2 separate regions of the Hordeum vulgare genome follow, and region 1 is linked to region 2. Evidence: chromatin contacts called from public Hi-C data. All regions are on one chromosome and are shown on one strand. Each heading gives the region's core, a stretch centred on a gene start, on an enhancer-like site or on the middle of the called end of the contact. The rest is flanking DNA. Distances are from core to core; before and after follow the strand shown.

Region 1 (4,580 bases), core at 683-3,182, 200 kb after region 2:
GACAACTCTAATGTAGGTTTGAAATTCCACAGGATCATGGCTCAAGCTGTAAGCCCCATACCACCATAAGAGCAAGTACAATAGAGCTGAGTCAGCTGGCTATAAGGAATAAAGTAGTATATTTTTGCTTAGTTGGAGGAGAGAGAAGGTAAGCGGGCTCTTAGTTAAGAGCCAGCTCTAGCACGTGCTCCTAGACACTTTGTGAGAATGAAAGGTGGGTCATATAATAAATAAGTAGTACACTCTTCTAAGCAACTATTGTACATGTTAGCTATAAGATGGGCTATAGATGACATGGCATGAGCTTACAGCCGGCAGCCGGCTCTACTATTATACTTGCTCTAATGTTAATTTCCATCCAATCACTGAACCATCATGATGTTAATAATTACCATCCAACAAATGGGCCATCAATATCATAATACCTGTTATATCCATTCCCTGTGATAGAATCCTTCTGACATAACTTAATACCGTACATCATTGTTTATAAGGCGGTAAGGCAACCTAAGGCAAGCACCAACAACCTTAACGCATAAGTGCCTAACGCAAGCATAATTGTAAGGCACTGTCAGGGCACCTTGCCGCTAAAGCGTCGCCTAAGTCCAAGGTGGGATGCCTTATAAACAGTGCTGTGCATGTTTTCATTGAACAATTAGTTCTTCCTTGCACTTTATTCCTTCATTACTTCTAATGATTGCCATGGTTAGTAGTCTACATCCTAGTTCAAGAAATCCTAAATGTTTATGAAGTATTTAAAAAATACAAAGTATACATGGATGACTAAAAGGTGCTACAATCAATACAGATTTGAAATCAAAAAATTAGTGTAGTACTTCAAATACCAACACATCATATACTTAAGATAATACTGCTAGCATTTTGTCCGCCTCTCTAGAGTAGAAAGTACTCCTTGGCTTCACACGAAATAAATGGCAAAATAGTTGTGACACGACAACCCACAAAACAAACATTCTAGTAGACTATGACTTCCTTTGATACCCAAGAGTGCATCAAACATCTAAGCGATCATTGGACAATGCTTATTCTTGCGTGATTTACATAGATAAAAAAAGGGATCGCGTCCTTACCACAAGATCCACCCCATCCTCGCTATAATGCCACGGAGTGTCAGCCTTGATCACCACAAATGATACATGAACAGTATCCCCCTCGTATTCCACGTTATGAGAGAAACACTCCTCCCTATCAATCACAAAGCGGATAGCCGCAGCCGGGTGTAGGAACGGCATAATGCAGAGGACCAAGACACAAGCCCTTGTCCAACTCAGCCCCTCCATGATCTATCAGCAGAGGAGCAATAGTAGATCGTACAGAGCTTCCTGCAGAGAAAAGAAATCTCAAAGTGTCAATTAATCTCTTAGACTATCCACACAAGCATGCGTCCCGCTGATGGGTGTGAGCTTTTGAGATCCTGTGATGTCACAGAAGGCCAAAATTCTACCAGAACATGGCTGTTTAGATGGTCGAGCAAACAACAAGGCTAGATGGGCGTTTATTCTACGGGCGCATACAAGGGGAAGGGCATGGTGGAACCGTACAAATTACTCATCAATTATCCTAACTTATGCTCTGGAATCATACAAGGAAGGTGAGATAGATCGGTCGATCGATTTCTAACCAAGGCTTGCCTGCCAAGAGGTGAGAGTCCGGTTGGATCTGACCTCTGGAAGCTCATGATTCCCGTCCAGTAGGAAGAATTGGGGGTAAGAGGTGAAGGGGGGGAGGGGGAGCTTACTCAGTTACCGCCTGCAGGCGGCCGTCGGAGAAATCGCTGCTGGCGTCCGGCTCCGGTGCTTCCGGGCGGCGCTCCCCCTTCCTTCTCGGCGGAGGAAGAAGCAGTCGATACTCAAGATGTCACGAAGAGCTGACTGACCTTGGGGAGAACGCGACCTTTCTCTTCCCTTGTTTTTCTCCGTGAGTTTCCGCGGAGTGGCCTAGTAATAACCAAAGAGGCCTTGGGGAACCAGGTGGGGCGTAGTCGGCCTGTATTAACGTTGGGCCAGGCCGAGGCCTGCCCCTGTCCGCCCAAAAATGCGAGCCTTGAAAAAAAAAAAAACTATGCAGATACCTAAGACTTAGTAAAAGTGGCCCTGCGCTGCAATGAGTAGAAAAACAAAAAACTTTGGGAACATGTTTTGAAATTTGTCAACAATATTTTGCTTTTTGGAACTTTTTTCAAAAATTCCATGTACATTATTTGAATTCGTTATTTTTACAAGTATTGATGAACATTTTTTAAATAAGCGAATGTTGTTCATAATCATGAATACATTTTGAATATACGAACTCTTTTCAAAATCATGAACACTTTTAAAATCTTCGAGCATTTTATAATTTCTTGAACTTTTTTCTAAAAAAACTCATTTTTAAAAATTGGTACTTTCTCTGAAATCAGGAATTTTCAAAGTATAAAAAACGAAATTGGAACACAAAAAAGAAATACGAAATTAGAAGAAAAAAGGACACTCGCACATAGCCCAGTCCGAAAGGTCCCTTTGCACATCAATCAAGATTTTTTCTCTTGGAAGAAGTATACAAATCACCCTCAAATTCATTGTTTGGGATACAAATCTAGAACGGTTTTTGTTCCCTAATGTTGATTAGACGTTGACTGGGCACAAAATGTTGAGTGGGTCTCATTTGTTAGTCGTCTCTTTACTTTCTTTGTTTTCCCCCTCACCCCTTCTGTCCTTTCTTTCTTTCTTCTTCAGAGTGTTGTCGCCTCCAGAAACGCCTCTCATCTTTCGTTCACTAGGGCTTGGCAAACGTAGGCGACCTCCACTGGCGGCGTCGTCGCCTGCCACTCGACCGTCTTCGACGGAACTAAACCATGCGTCCACGTGTGTGTGCCTCCATCTCCGTTGGTCCTCTGCTTTGGTTCTGGTGTTGTTCGTTGGCGAAATCGCAAGCGCCGGCAAATGATCATGTGCGTCGTAGAGGAGTGGGTTTGGGCGAGGGGAATGGGGCGTCTCTATGTGAGGGGTCTAGGGGATAAGTGTTGTTTTGGATCATGCCCTCTTGTGTTCAACTGTATTTGGGATGAATTGTTATCTTCATGAAAAAAATTATGTTTTTGGTAGGAAAAAGGTGTAAATTTTCAACATGAGTTGGTACAGCACAAACTGCACTCTCTCCTACAGAGTAAATGGGACCGAATGAACTGAAGTTGCGTTGCCCTGTTTGGTTAAGGGAAAATGCACTTTTTGTCTGAATGAACTGAAGTTGGGTTGCTCCTATGTTAGTTTAGAGTAAATCATCTGCTATGCTTGTCTGGATGAAGTAGTTTTGTTTGAATGCGTTGCCTGGTTATGCTGAAACTTTAGTTGAAATTGTAAATGTTAGTTCTCTTACTATTTGTGTACGGTTAGAGCTAAAGATCTAACTGAATTTTTCTCTCTCAAAGTTAGTTTTTCATGTCTCCAGTTGTAGGTTCTACTCGTCCTAGTACATTGGATAACTTCTTTGTCAGGTTTCATTATTATGGATCATTTCAGCAAGTGGGTCAAAAGCCGGGTTACGTTGGAGAATTGGTGGCAGAGATGTTCAACTCAAGGAATAATTTGACCTATAGAGAATTATGCAACTATGTTGAAGATATTCATCAGGTGGAAAGAGGTCACTTCAAAGGTACTTACACCTAAAATTGCATTGGTTACTTCGAGGGAAAAAAAGAGACTGATAGTCTTATGTTCTTGTATAATGATGGGTCACTGAAGAGGATGGACATTGGGATAACATATGGTTATGGTGATGTTTTTGTTGAAGAATTGAACATGCCAATTCAGCAGAGGGGGGGGGGGTTGACAGTGATAAAGAAATGCAACAATACCAAACAATGTTATCTGCTAGTATGAGCAGTTTGACATATGTGCAACTGATGAACATATTGACATGTGTTCATTCTTTTCCTTAACCAAACAGGACAATGCAACTTCAATTCATTCCGCCCCATTTACTTTGTAGGAGAAAGTGCAGTTTGTACTATACCAAATCATGATTCACACCTTTTTCCTACCAAAAACATTTTTTTTCATGAACAGAACAATTAATCCAAAATACAGTTGACCAGAACATGGCAGCATCCAAAATAGTACTTCTCCCCCTAAATCCCTCGCATAGAGATGCCCCATTCCCCTTGCCCAAACCCACTCCTCTATGACGCATGCGATTGTACCCTGAGGCTCTTGAGTTCGTCGGTGAACAACACCAGAACCAAAGTAGAGGACCAATGGATATAGAGACGCACACACACACCTAGATACATGGTTTGGTTTCGTCGATGACGTACGAGCGGCAGACGACGGCGCCGCCAGTGGAGGTCGCGTGCAGTTGCCTATTCCCCTACCGTTTTGGTGATTGATGATGACAAGGTACTTTACGAATTAACTGTGTGCCCTAAGTATTTCAGAGATCTTATCAAATGGGATTGAGACAGTTTATCTCCCCCAATGATATAGTGTGAATACGGATTGTTCCGGTGATTCTTTTTTTATGGTACTTTGACTCATAGGAAATTCGTACTATTAAGAGGGGGTTCGCATCTAAAAGGTTGGGTG
Region 2 (4,785 bases), core at 1,336-3,835:
AGTGAAACACATAATAAGAAAAGAAAAACAAGTAATCTTAGGCACTCTGACTCACTGAGAAATGATTTTTTTTCAGGGAAATTCGGTGCTTACAAACAAGGTAATTGCGGACAATTGGGAATAATAGAGTTACAAAGTGGGCTCAATCTTCTTGGCGAGATAATGACCTGACGACCTCCAGCTAGGCCCGGCATGCACAGGTGGCCTGCTTTCTCCGCATGGCTTAGGCCTAACACGCACGCATGGCTTGCTTTCTATTGTTGCTCGGCCTATACATAGCTTACCGGGTCCAATAAGTACGTACGCATGGCTATGAGCTGCGATTTTGGTGCAAACGCAGGGTTTTACAAATGTAGGAATAGAAAACGCACAAAATATACTTCCTCCATTCTTAAATATAAGTCTATTTAGAAATTTCACTAATGAACTACATACAAAGCAAAATGAGTGAATCTATAATCTAAAATGTATATATATACATCTGTATATTGTCTTTTAGTGAAATCTCTACCGAGAGTAATAGAAATTAATGCAGGTGTGAAACAAAGGATTGGCGAGCCCAAAAGTTTTATAGACTTAAATGTTTGATTCGCATGAATGGAAAGACACATGAATTCTACTATACATGATGAGGTTGTGTGGATCATAATGATGCACAGACCGGGGTTTTCCCTTTTTTGAAGAAAAAATTATACATGATCAAATTAGAGCCAAACCAGCCTCCAAACTATAACTTGTACGAGTCGATCCCTTACTTTGTAAGTATAAACTCTAAAAAGGGATCCAAGTGAATTGTGAGATTATATAAAATTCTCTCAACTGTTATTTAGCTCCATTGCTTTGAACCAAAGGAACGAACAGTGCTTGCAAAGATTTTATTTTTTTCTATTCCTACCCTTTAATAAGCCTTAAAACGGTGCCATATCCCCATTTCATCACGATTGACTTCTCGGCGCCAAGGGTCTCTACTTGTTACAAAACCCATCGAATACAAAAGACGCACTTATGCACGTCCACATGTAGACCATAATATATAGTCCATGTTTACACAAAACATTAACAGGAGAGTTAGTTAGTTGAGATTAACGAAGTCACAACTATGACCTTATTATTGACAAATACACCAAGCAAGTATCTCACCTACCATTAAGGGCATCTACAACGCAAGCCGCCTCACCAGACGCTTATGAAGGAAAAAATACTACTCCATCCGTCTCAAAATAAGTGTCTTAACTTGGTACTAGCTCTAGTATAAAGTTGTACTAAGCTTGAAACAGTTATTTTGGAACGGAGGGAGTATTTCCTCCGTCCTATAATTTTTATCTTAAATTTGTCTAGATATAAATGTATCTAATCATAATTTAGTATTTAGATAAATCTTAGACAAGAATTTTGAGACGAAGGGAGTATCATATTAGAAAATGTCTAAGAGCCCTACCTTTCAATTGTATGCTAATTAAACTGTCTATGTGCCACATACGGCAAAAAAAAAAAGGAAGGAAGCATGCGACACATCTTTCTAATGGCTCCAACTGCCAGTCGATCGAAATATCGATAGGAAAGAAATCCTAGCGCCTCTCCTAGCGTCCCGCGTTGGAGTTGCCCTAAGAAGTTATTCGTAAACTCGAGGTTTGGTCTATGTTGAGCTAGGATACAACCACCTCCACACTAGCAACCCTATCAATATCAACACACGAAAAGTGTGTAACAGAACTGTATTTTTCTTTTCAAAAAAAGAGGGGAACGTCCTCAGCCTCTGCATCTAGTGTTTCCCGCAAAAAAACAAAAAAAGCCTCTGCATCTGGTGTGTAGCAAAACTGTAGAATACTATATTTTCCCCCCTTTTCAAAGTTTTTTAACTTGTTTTTTACTTTTTTTTGCGAGGGCTATTTTTTACTTTCTAAAAACGTAATTAATCAAGTTCATTTCAAAGGAAACTAATTAATCAAGTTACTGTCCAGTACTGTATATTGTGAGTAATGAGATCTCGAGACTCAAAAGCATGAACACCAAAACTAGCACGGCAAAGAAATGAACTAATCAAACACAGAGAGGTCAATCGGAGCTAGGTGCCGTGTGAGCTGGTCGTGAGTGACCAGCTGAGCTAGGTACTCACTGATGCAGAGGGAGACGTTGGCGTTGGCGAGCTTGCAGGCGGCGGGCTGGGCCAGGAGGCGGTCGAAGCGGAGGCCAAGCTGCTGCACGCCGTGGCTGCCGCTGTGCACCTGCTGGATGATATTGCAGAGGCACTCGGGCCGCGCCCTCTGCGTGTCCGCCGTGTCCTCGCAGCACTTGGCCGACGGCGTGTCCTCGTGCCCCGTCGCGTAGTCCATGCAGTCCGACAGCTTCTGCAGGTCCTCCTGGCACTTGGTCTGCAGCGCGTCCTGCGCCACCGCCGTCGACGCCGCCATCGACACGGCGAGCAGCACCGCCGCCAGCTCACACCACCGCGCCATCTCTCGGTCGATCGCGCTGGCTGGCTAGGTTAGGTCCGTTCTTTCGTTTGGCTCCGCTTCGGTCTGTGCTCGGTTCTGAGCTGCTCTGCTTCTTCTTGCTGGATAGCGGGATAATAGAAGGAGGAGGAGGAGGCATGGTGTGGCCGGCCGGCGTTTATAGATAGCCATGGTAGGAGACGTCGCGAGGGCATTCAAGTGGGCGGGTGAAGGTTAGATGTGTTTGCATTTAAGACGGGAGCGGAAGGGGGGCAGCGCTCGTCAGTACAGTTCCTGGGATGGTACGTACATACGTGTCCAGTGTCCTGGCTTTGCTGTGGCTGCATACCACGACATGCCTCTCACGCTGGAAACTAGAGCTTTCGTTTTGTAAAACAAGAGCAAAAGCGAACCATATTTCTACATCGTTTTATCTATCATTACTAAATATAAGTTTTTTTAAGATTCCAGGGACTACATACGGATGTATATAGATATATTTTTAAGTGTATATTCATTTATTTTGCTTCATGTCTAGTCTTTTAGTGAAATCTTTAAAAAAACTTATATTTAGAAAAAAAAAGAGTAGTCATTAGAGCATCTCCAATGGACGTCCAACCACCGCACGTGCTAAAAATATTATGCAGCGCCGAAATAAGAATTTTTAGCGCGTCAGAGTGTGTCGGCTCCATGACCGCGCCAAAGTATGACGCGCACGAGCCGCTCCAGCGGACGCGCGAGCAGCCGGCGCTTGCACTTTGTTCATTTTCATGAAGATAAATATGGATATTTCAAACATAAATAAAAGACATAGCATGGTTTAATTTCACTCCACATCAACAATCATGCCACATCATCCAACCAAGTTCATCATGACATAAAAAAAGTTCACACAAAGAAATGGCACACAACAATCATGCCTCATCCTCATTTTCGTCCACCTATTCCTCCGTTTCTTCATCCTCATCCAAAGACGATTCTTCCTCTTCCTCGTGTTCATTGACGCGCGCCGCATCATCATGTGAAGCTCGGTAGATGTTGGCAATATCTTCAATGGCTTTCATGCGAAGGTATGTAAGGAGACACACCGGAAGACATGTGTCCACCCAAAGGTGCTCCCATGCCTCCCATGAGAGACGCAAAACTCATGTCTCCCATGCCCCCATGGTAGCTCCGAAGCCACCCATGCCTTCTATGCCGTCCATGGTAGCTCCGAAGCCATCCATGCCTCACATGCCACCCATGCCTTCCATAGTAGCTCCCATGCCTCCAATGACCATGCCTTGTTTTTGGATCAAGACTTCTTCTCGGGCACGCTTGACGTACTCCTTTTGTTGCTCGTCGAGGGTAGACGTGTCCATGATGAAGAACAGTTACTTCTCACATTCCAACAATCTAGTGCGCTCCTTCATGGCCAATTTCTTCTCCTCCAACGCCACGTTCCTCTCCTCGGTCGTCGCATCTTGCTTCCTTGCCATCCGCCCACCTCATTCGCTTCCTTTCTTGCGTTCACAATAGCTTCCATATCATTTTTAGCTCATCATCTCCTTTCCTATTTTTCTTTTCTTTTCCTTCTTTCCTGCCTCCACTTGGTCTATTTGGCTTGGAGTAGGCAACAGAGTTTGGTGTAGGGCTTCTCTTGCCGCCATCACTTGATGACTCTTCCTCATCATCATCCAAATCAATAGTACACTTGCGTGTGTTGCTATCCTCGTCGACACCTTCACGGGGCTTCCATTTCTCATCATCCTTCAACTCATCATAGCAATGGGGCAAGGTAAATGGTCTCTCTTTCCTGATCTTTCCTTTCTTGGTCTTCTTGTCCTCTCCTTTAAATAAGTTTTATGCAATATTGAGCTACAAAGAAAAGAACAAGTTATTCATTTGAAGCACCAAAGAAGAAGCATCAGCATGGAAGAAATATGAAAGAAATGGAACTTACCCTATCTTGGTCATTAGTGCCACTTGGGTTAAGCGTGTCAACCGCCTTAACTGCGGCCGCCCACTTTTGACATTCTGTGTTGATTATCGACCACCGGGACCGGAGAGATATTTCCGTGCGCTCAATTCCACTTTTGTTATATAAATCAAAATGCTCCTCCATCCGGATCCAATATGCATCTCTACTTTGCCCCCCTCCAACCATGGCATCCCTAGACACTTGCAACCATGTATTGCATAGCAAGATGTCTTCATCCGTGGGGTAGTTGCCTGTCCTTCCTTTCGGTGCATCGACGATACCCTCACCATACTCATCCACCTCAAACTCATGATCATCTAAATGCACATCATTGGTTTGAGACCAATTGTTGGAGCCAACACCCATAGTAGTCATGTATGTCTCATCATTTAA

Evidence for each region. Hi-C and Micro-C count contacts between places; a contact is called where the count stands out from the background.
Region 1: a Hi-C map of leaf shows a contact between it and region 2, with 4 times the contacts expected there. The contact joins the promoter of LOC123409074 here to the promoter of LOC123410761 in region 2. A contact is called at or near these places in 3 of 6 Hi-C or Micro-C datasets (leaf and seedling) and 1 of 1 datasets of contacts at active chromatin or transcription factors (embryo).

The regions. Positions count from the first base shown.
Region 1 is chr7H:207,709,977-207,714,556 of MorexV3_pseudomolecules_assembly, forward strand. It overlaps LOC123409074 (transmembrane emp24 domain-containing protein p24beta2-like), which reads right to left and starts at 1,933. Exons shown (of 5, transcript XM_045102061.1): 1 at 1,760-1,933; 2 at 1,092-1,343. The coding sequence starts at 1,301.
Region 2 is chr7H:207,510,440-207,515,224 of MorexV3_pseudomolecules_assembly, forward strand. LOC123410761 (non-specific lipid transfer protein GPI-anchored 1) reads right to left here and starts at 2,586. Exons shown (of 3, transcript XM_045103701.1): 1 at 2,117-2,586. The coding sequence starts at 2,456.